Regions from separate parts of the Zea mays genome. Here region 2 is linked to region 1. Evidence: chromatin contacts called from public Hi-C data. All regions are on one chromosome and are shown on one strand. Each heading gives the region's core, a stretch centred on a gene start, on an enhancer-like site or on the middle of the called end of the contact. The rest is flanking DNA. Distances are from core to core; before and after follow the strand shown. Region 1 holds the start of LOC100283010 (coatomer subunit delta). Region 2 holds the start of LOC100274147 (Pentatricopeptide repeat-containing protein chloroplastic).

What was found. Hi-C and Micro-C count contacts between places; a contact is called where the count stands out from the background.
Region 2: a Hi-C map of tassel shows a contact between it and region 1, with 2.4 times the contacts expected there. The contact joins the promoter of LOC100274147 here to the promoter of LOC100283010 in region 1. A contact is called at or near these places in 2 of 25 Hi-C or Micro-C datasets (ear and tassel).

Annotation. Positions count from the first base shown.
Region 1 is chr10:30,366,939-30,371,878 of Zm-B73-REFERENCE-NAM-5.0, reverse strand. LOC100283010 (coatomer subunit delta) reads left to right here and starts at 2,390. Exons shown (of 12, transcript NM_001371890.1): 1 at 2,390-2,509; 2 at 3,131-3,189; 3 at 3,367-3,406; 4 at 3,721-3,944; 5 at 4,312-4,554. The coding sequence starts at 3,187.
Region 2 is chr10:30,569,014-30,573,953 of Zm-B73-REFERENCE-NAM-5.0, reverse strand. LOC100274147 (Pentatricopeptide repeat-containing protein chloroplastic) reads right to left here and starts at 1,990. Exons shown (of 1, transcript NM_001148525.1): 1 at 1-1,990. The coding sequence starts at 1,973.

The DNA of each region.
Region 1 (4,940 bases), core at 1,141-3,640:
ACCCCTGGCTAACCGGCGAAGGTGAAGTCCCTAGAGCTCATCCTAACCACCCAATTCTAATCGGACGGCCCGACTTCAATTAAGTAAGATCTAATCCTAACCATCCGATTCGGATCTGACTGCTCGGATCCGCCCCCTCACCCGCACCCTACAGTTGGGCCCGACCAGTCAGTCTGCCTCGCACCTGGGTCGCTGACGCCCCCTAGCCTGCCTGTCAGCGCTCGCCGCGCATCCTCGCACGCTCTCGTCCACGGGATCTGATCTCGGTCGTTGATTTACGATCTGACGGCTGAGCAGGCCCGATACCCTTCGTGTGTAATTTTGTTAAAGAGACCCCCGGTTTATCGAGAATCAACCCGCCGTCCTTTAAGTTTTGCGTGCAGGCCCCTGTACTCTTGTAAACAGACCCCTGACCTTTTTATTAATCACAGATTTGGACCTAATTTTGTATTTCAAACTTCAAAACTTGTTTATTTCATATCTTTTTCATATGAACTCCAAATTGAGTGATTCAAATTGCAAAATGTTCATAGGATTTTTCTCTGTCCAAATAAACTATGATCATTCACCGTCTGTACACTTTAATTTTATGCCTAAGCCATAGGTTAGTGTATGTAATAATTTGTTTATGAAATAAGAAAATAAAAAGGAAAACCCTAATGATACTTAGGTGTTTAATTTTGTGAGATTAATAATATGTCATGAATGAATTTATCCTTGGTATAATTTTTTGTGTCTCACTAAAAATTAGTGAAGCTAAATTATGTAATCCATAATAATTAGGGAATCACAAATATCAAAGTGTACTAATCCTCCCTAGCACCTAGGTTTACCTTTTTGTGTTATACTATTCTGTCCAACTTGTGTTCACTTGATTGCATATGTTTGGTGTATTGTTCATTTGTCTTTATCCAAATGTATTGAATGCATGATCGCTTTGCTTAGACAACGAGCAACCTGTGGTTCCTGAGTGTGTTGCCGAAGATCTTCCTGAGCAACAACCTGGTGAAGGCAAGTGTCCTCTGACCTATTATGTTCAACTTACTTTATAACTCACTGACCTGCATTACTTTATTAAAACCTAAGGATTGACTAGTCTATATTTACCTTATCCTTGTTTATCTTTTGGGTTATCATGGTTAGCTTATGCTATTGCTTTAACTTAATCAACGAACATGATATGAATATTTATGATACGATGATGTTATCCCGATGATGATCTTGTGATACTTTAGGGTACTCAAGCTGTTTCCTGAGTACCTCTCTGTAAGGACCTGTTCGTTGAGTGACCACCTGGGATAACAGTGCAACCATGAGGGTGGAATGAGACGCCCTTATCTGATTAATTAGAGGAACCTGAGGTGTAGTTGGCTTCGCCGTAGGGCCATCAATGGGGTCCGAGCACAGTACTTGCTCTGCCGAGGCTGGTTGAAGAGGTTATTTGATTTGGTTTTGTTAGTCACCCTTCCTGCAAGGAGAAGTATTGTGTTTATCAAACTGGAGAAACCTAACGAGCGGCTATGACCTCTGGGGAATCTTTGTAAAGGCTACATAGTGAGACCCTGCTAGGTCACCTTGGTAGTGATCAATGTAGAGTCATGATCTCCGGGCAGAATGAGATTCACGACTTGTGGGTAAAGTGTGCAACCTCTGTAGAGTGTTAGAAATTGGTACATCAGCCGTGCTCATGGTTAAGAGCAGCCTTGGGATCCTCTAGAATAACTTTCATGATGATGTTTAATAATGATGGTTATAATTATGATCTCTGGTATTTCCTCTTGGAGGTAGTACGTTTGGGTAATAACTGGATTTATTACTAAAATTTGGCTTTACTATTAGTAATAAATACTTGACCAACTAAAAGCAATTGCTTAACCTCAACTCAACATACAACTAATCGACTTTAGCCAAACGGGACATTTGCTGAGTACGTTGATATGTACTCACCCTTGCTTTACAAAATCACCCACCCTAGGCTGTTCCCACTGTATTCAGTGCTCAGGAGGAGATGTTGACAACATGAAGGACTTTGAGGAGTTACAGGACTGCGACAAATTTTAGTTATGTTAGTGGCAAACCCACAGTCAGCTGCTTGTGAATACATTATCTGCTACGTTTCGTATTCCATACTTTGATAATGTTAGTGACTATGTTATAGACTCTGTGAATGTCTTGGACATCTTGATGCAATAAAATACTTTTCCGCTATTTAATTTAAGCAATGTATAATGATGTTTAATTATGTAATCAGTGTGTACGTGAGTTTCTGATTCATAATTCACATTCAGTTTTTTCATTTTTAAAACGAGTGTGACATGAATGCTCTAGATTTAGCACACCTAGTACTTGTTTGAGCACGTCGCCTAATAAAATTCCCCATTCCAATACACAGATCTCGCACCCGTAAGTGGCGACGAATCTCGCGGTGCGGAGGCGCGACAGAGGCGGTGTCGACTCCGACGGACTCGCAGCTACCGGTGGAGACGCCCCACCGGCGCACTCCTCCAACGTATGATCTTGCCTGTCTCCCTTTTCTCTTTGCTTAACCATTTTATTGCTCGACTTCGATCACCAACAGTCCAATCCATTAGAGCACTGGTTTACAGTTCCATTTAGCTTATCTGAAAGGATTCGCCGAGTGTCCGTCGGGCCCTTTGCCGGCGACGAGCATAAAACTGGCAAGGCCGCCCCGTATCTCCCTTTAATGCGCAACCGAGCACGCCAATTCTGGCCAGATCCAGGCGTCCTTCCGCCGCTCTGTTATGAATAATCATTTTTTCGACCACCGCACGTCATGGTTAGCTGTGATCCTCTAGATCTGGACCGCCTCTGCCAATTTTCTTGGTGTACTCTCCTAGATCCGGGCTGCTTTTGTCAAATTTCCTGTAGGTTCAGATGCAATGCGTGTTCACACGTTTTTCTGGCCCATTTACAATGTGTTACCCTGAATCTGAATGATGTAAGGGGCAAATAGGTTGCTTGGTTCATGTGTTTTATAGCTACTGTTGATTGCTGAAATCAATTACTTTAAGTGACTACTCCTTTATTTTTCCCAGTTCTTACAATCAGTAGTCATGTGTATTCTTGTTATGATTACTTTGCTGATCGTGTAATTGGTTTGATGTGACAGGTTCATAGTTTAAGGGCTTGATTTGGATAATTAGTCATCAACAGAAGTGATAAAAAATGGTATGGCTAGTTGGTTTCATTGTCCTTTTACTTTGAATCCTCTTGATAGTCGTTAGGTACTGCCAATAAACTGATTTAATCAAGGAATTTCTATACATTTATCCCTTTGCTATCATTGAGTTACAGTATCTTGTTTCTGGTAGGTCTGATTATTTTTTACCATTTGTGTACTCCTAGGTGGTTCTTGCAGCATCAATCGTTTCAAAGTCGGGAAAAGGTGTGGTGCTTCAACCTTAGTCATACCTTTCATTATTGCCGATTTGCAAAGGAATTGATTTTGTAACTTATTTATCTGCTATAGTAACTCTATTCACCATCTATTAAAGCACTCTATAGAAAATTTGGTGCAATAGCTGGTATCATATTGCTAACTACTCGCTTCTTTTCTTATATAAAGTCTTTGCCCTCACATAATATGAAGCTACTATGTCTTTAAATTTATCTAGCTGTCGCCCTAGTTATCCTTTTAAAGAAGTGAAGTAGTGAACAGACTTAGCTGAGGGCTTTTCTTTTTTGTGTTTTCAATTGCAGCACTTGTTTCAAGACAGTTTGTTGACATGTCTCGCATAAGAATTGAAGGATTACTTGCTGCGTTCCCAAAACTGGTTGGAACTGGGAAGCAGCACACTTATGTCGAAACTGAAAATGTGCGATATGTTTATCAACCTATTGAAGGTTTATATCTTCTACTTATCACAAACAAGCAGAGCAATATTCTTGAAGATCTGGACACTTTGAGGCTCCTCTCCAAGCTCGTATCCTACTCTGACATATATTATTTTTCTCATTGGAATTTACCTTGTTTATGTAATCCTATTTAATCTATGAATTAAAAATAGAAACTAGGGATTGGGGGTGGGGAAAAGGTTTATGTCTCGACCTTTTCCATCATAATGGTAAGTACAAGATAACCGTACTGTCTATTTTTGTGGAGAAAATGGAAGTTTTATCTTTACATTACATCCAAGCTAATCTAGGCTTTTACATGTTACTGAGGGGGAAAACATACAAAGTAGCAACCGTTGAACATATGAATCTCATTTTTGAGTGCTGTTTATATATCAACTGTTTTACTATTCCGTGGTGTGTTCTTGCACAAGTGTCCCCTTAACATTTGAAAAGGTGCCTGAATACTCCCCTTCATTGGATGAGGAGGGTATTTGTAAAACAGCATTTGAGATTATATTTGCTTTCGATGAAGCCATATCTCTTGGGAACAAGGAAAATGTAACAGTGCAACAAGTCAAACAATATTGTGAGATGGAGAGCCATGAAGAGAAGGCACACAAGCTGATGATGCAAACCAAAATCAATGAAACCAAGGATCTCATGAAGAAGAGGGCTAATGAGCTTGACAAAATGAGGGTATGACTATTCTTTACCAGATCTAAAATACATCAAAATTCTGTTTAAGGGCATGTTTGGATCGCGGCCTCCTAGGCAGCTTGCCAGGCATTCGATCCTGGCCCTCAGGCATCCGAAATCATTGGCCTGGGACGCTGCCTGGGCCAGGCAGCTCCATTGAGGACCGTACCAAACAGGCCCTAAGTTAGGGTTATGGGTATTTATCTGTCAATTTAGTCTTATTTGATTATGCTTCAGGCAATGCCACAGTAAAGTTAAAACATGCAATTAGAATATAATTTGGCAATATATTTTTTGACTTCTGCAAAAGCATAAAGAAAAGCTGAATTGCTGACCCATCCAGATATGATTAGTAGAATGAAAATTTCATCAAATGAGAGTGGGAC
Region 2 (4,940 bases), core at 741-3,240, 200 kb before region 1:
TCAGTAAGGAGGCGGATGATGCAGTCAAAATTCTCTTGGGATGTTTCTAGTTTGTATTCTTGCACCATAGAGTTAAAAATTCCAAGGGCTTCATCATGCAACCCTGCAGCTTCGCAGATTTTCAGAACCACATCGAATGTGGCCTTGGTAGGAACAAATTTATTTGACAGCATCCAAGTAAAGAGATGCAGCGCATCCTTATGGCGTTGGTTGACCGCATAAGCTTCTATTATCGCAGTGCAGGTCATGGATCCCTTGGACTCTGTTCGATTAAAAACCCTCTGTGCTGCTTTGAGGTCTCCACACCTACCATACATGTTTACAACTTCTGCTGCAACCAAAGGGAGTTGTTCCATCCGCAACTGTAGCACTTGACGGTGCACTTCCTTGCCGACTCGTAATGCTCCAATATCAGTGCAGGCACTCAACATCCTGGTGATGGCAACAGCATCAGGCCTGCGGTTTGTCAGCAGCATAGATCTGAACAAATCCATAGCAGTAAATGGGTCTCCATTCTTGAGGTTGGCATCAACCAATGCAGTCCAAGCTTGTACAGTCTTCTTGTCCATATCATGGAATACTCGGTGAGAGTATTCCAAGTGGTCACATGTACCGTACATGGTGATCAGTGACGTGCATAAGGAAACGTTGGGCAAGAACCACCTCCTTAAAGCATATGCATGGAGCTGCTTTCCCTCCCTTAGCGCTTTCAACTTTGTGCAGACTGGGAGAACTGTTCCCACAGCAATGAGGTCTGGCCTGATTCCTTCTTGCTGCATCCAAGCTATGCACCTCAGCGCCTGGTCTGGTCTACTATTGGATGCATACCCAGACATCAAAGCTGTCCACGACACAGCATTCCTCTTCTTGCTGTTATAGAACACTCGCCTACCTGAGATCATATCACCGCATTTGCAGTACATGTCAACCAACCCCGCCTGGACCTTTGCAACATCTTTACGATTTCCGAATTTCTTCAAGACAAATCCATGAACCTCTCTACCCAAGTTGCGCGCCCGCAGCTCTCCAATGACTGGCACAATTGACGAGAGCACCACACAATTCACCTTGACCCCATCCTCCACCATCCACCGAAAATGTTCCAGGGCCTCGCGCTTCATCCCCTTGTGTGCGAACCCAGCAATGGCTGCCCCCCACGCGACCACGTCCCTCTCAGGCATTTCCTCAAACACTCGCACAGCGAGCTTCACCTTCCCGCACTTGAAGTAGACGTCCATGAGCCCAGTCATCAGCATCCCGGGCGCGCCTGCGAAAGCGTTCTTGACGAGCGTCGCGTGCGTGGCGGTGGCCATGGTCATCGACGGCCTGACGCTCCCGGAGATGGACTTGAGCACGCAGCCATACGTGTACTCGTTGGCGTTGGCCCCCGCGGCGCGCATCTCGGCAAACGCGTCGGCGACGGGGCCCGCTGCCTCCCCGCGTCCCCAGCGGACGTGCCCGTGCAGCAGCGCGTTCCACGAGTAGGCGGTCGCCCCGTGCTGCTGCATCCCGTCGAGCACCCCGCGCGCGTCGTCAGTGGCGCCGAGCGTGATGTACAGCTCGACAAGCCTGGCGAGGAGGAACTCATTGGTGTCCAGCCCATGGATGCGGAGATGCGCGTGGATCTGGCGCGCGTGGAGGAGGGAGCGACAGGCCGAGAGGAGCGTGGCGAATGCAGAGGCGGTAGCCGGGACGCCACGGTGGGAGAGGTGGTCGAGGAGGGAGAGCGCGGACGGGAGCCGCCCCGCGCGCGCGAGGCGGCGGAGTTCAGCGGACAGCGCGGAGGCGTTCTTGGAGTCCGGACGGAGCTCAGCCTGGGACGTGCGGGGGGTGGAGGCGGCGCTGATGAGCTCCGGGCGGGATGGACGCTGCGCGGGGACTGGTTTGGGAGGACATGCAGGCTTGGCATGGAGAAAACGAGGGTGACTAATTCCTGCGTGTGAGAAGGCTGCGGAAGACGCCATGGATGGCATCGCCTGAGCGGGGAGGTTTGGGCGTCGTGGTTTATGGAAGGAAGGAGGTTGGTTTAGATAGCCAAGCGGATCAGATCGGAATGCCTGTCGCCTGAAAACGGTTGGAAACGACAGCACCAAACTATTTTCGTTTTTAGTTTTTCCAGAAACAAAATAAAAATAATAGGATATTAATAATTCAACCAGGTCTGTGGGCATGCATCGCCACGGAAGAAAAAAATTTGTATAAAACATATATATGGAACCACAAACATATCACTATGGTATGTAAAATTCGTGTAACAAACATTATCATATCGCAAAAATTATTTCTAAAGAGTCTGTTGGGACCATGCTTCGTCGTCGAAAGTCCTGCAGGAAGAAACAGCTTCGGCTAAAGCTGCTTATACATGATGACCGAAGCTACCACTTATGAAGCTTCGGTGTCATAGCGTATCCGAAGATGAAGGGTCGAACCGACTTAAAGATAGAATGACAGTTTAGTCTATAAGGGTCTGAGTCATTGTTGTAAACTTTTATAAGGGGCATAATTGTAATTCCTTACAGGCTGTGTCCTGTGGCTATAAATAGTGAACAATATTCCTTTACTGTTCACCCATTCCTGTAATTTCAAACGCATCACTCGGGAATTATTATTTGTCAAGGCAAAGGTACAAATGTACATAAACATTATGTTCTAACATTTTAGATTCATATAATAAGATATGTTAATGATGTTATCTATTTCTGATATATTTATCTTTAATGTTTCATATTTTATATTACTTTGTATTGTTTTGTAAATTTAACTACGAAGGTGTAACCTTCGTGATATTCTACTCGTGGTCTTCGTCCGAAGATCATTAAATCCTTGGGGAGATAATGCTTCAGCGGACGAAGTGCATTAATATATAACATTTTATGTTGCCTTGTTCTTAATTCATAGCATTTGAGAACAAGTCCCCAACATTGGCGCCCACCTCCGGTGAACTCACTTCCACTTTCCTGAGACAATGGCTTCGTTCAAAAACCAAGCTGGAACTGCTTCGGCTCCGAAGCTGATTCTCCCGATAACAGGCGGTTCATGCTCAGAGCCGGCTAACAAGAAATAGAAGAAGGAGGCACAGAGAAGAGTACAACATGTAGGGGTACAAGGACCCTTCATCAAGTCAAGATGGTCTCACATTCCAATTACCTTCTCTCAAGAGGATCTTCAGCTCAAGGACCCACACAATGATGCTATGGTTATCTCTTGTGTGATCAAAGGATTTCTGGTCCATAATGTTTTGGTTGATACAGGCAGTGCAGCTGATATCATATTTGCTAAGGCCTTCAGACAGATGCAAGAGCCTGAAGACAAGATCCATGATGCCACACATCCCCTTTGTGGCTTCGGAGGAAGGCAGATTATAGCACTTGGAAAAATCACAATGCCAGTAACCTTCGGATTTATCAACAACACAAGGACTGAACAAGTTGTGTTCGACATTGTTGACATGGAATATCCTTACAATGCAATCATTGGTCGTGGTACTCTCAATGCCTTCGAAGCAATTCTTCATCCAGCATATCTTTGCATGAAGATACCTTCGGACCAAGGACCTATTGCCATTCATGGAAGTCAGGAAGCTGCCAGAAGTGCCGAAGGAAACTGGACAGACTCAAAAGCAATCCATAACATAGATGGAGCTGAAGCTTGTGAGCAGTACAAGTTTAGAAGGGAGAAAGCTGCTTCGGCCGATCAGCCGAAGCCCATGCTTTTATGTGAGGACATAGCAGAGCAGAAGGTGCTATTGGGATCCCAACTGTCTGAAGAACAGGAGAAAACCTTGATAAGGTTTCTGTTCAACAACAAAGATGTTTTTGCATGGTCAGCCAATGATCTTTGTGGAGTCAATAGGGATGTTATTGAACACTCGCTCAACGTTGACCCATCCTTTAGACCCAGAAAGCAGAGGCTTCAGAAGATGTCTGATGACAAGGCCGAAGGTGCTCGGAATGAAGTGAAAAGACTCAGTGCCAGAGTTATCAGAGAGGTGAAATACCCAGAATGGCTGGCTAACACTGTTATGGTAAAAAAGGCCAATGGTAAATGGAGAATGTGTATTGATTTTACTGATCTCAACAAGGCCTGTCCGAAGGACGAGTTTCCATTGCCAAGGATAGATTCTCTAGTCGATGCAACAGCTTCATCAGAGCTTATGAGTCTGCTGGATTGTTATTCAGGCTATCATCAAATTTGGATGAAGAAGGAGGATGAGCCAAAAACCAACTTCATAACCCCTAGTCGAACATATTGTTACCTTCGGATGCCTGAGGGGCTCAAAAATGCTGGAGGAAGCTTCAGCAGAATGACAGCGAAGGTTCTTCATTCCCAGATAGGCAGAAATGTGCTAACTTATGTTGATGATATCATTGTAAAAAGCATGAAGCAAGATAATCACATTGCTGATCTGCAGGAGACCTTCGCTAATTTTAGACAGGCCGGTTTAAAGTTGAATCCAGAAAAATGTGTCTTCGGAGTGAAGAAAGGGAAATTTCTTGGCTGTCTAGTTTCAACAAAAGGGATTGAGGCTAATCCAAATAAAATTGAAGCTATCCTTCGAATGGAACCACCAAGTACAAAAAAGGGGGCTCAAAGATTGACAGGTAGACTGGCATCTCTTAACAGATTTATATCTAGATCAGCAGAGAGAAATTTACCATTTTTCGAAGTGCTGAAATCAGCCGAAGTTCTTCAATGGGGACCATTTCAGCAGAGAGCCTTCGAAGAACTGAAGCAATATTTGATAGACCTAACAACACTAACTCCACCAACGCCAGAGGCTCCTCTGTTCTTATAGGTGGCAGCTTCGCACTCAGCGGTAAGTGCAGCACTTGTCCAGGAGAGGCTTGAAGGCCAAGTCAAAAAGCAAGCCCCAATATACTTTGTATCCGAAGTTCTTAGTTTATCAAAGAAAAATTATACAGAATTGGAGAAGGTGTTGT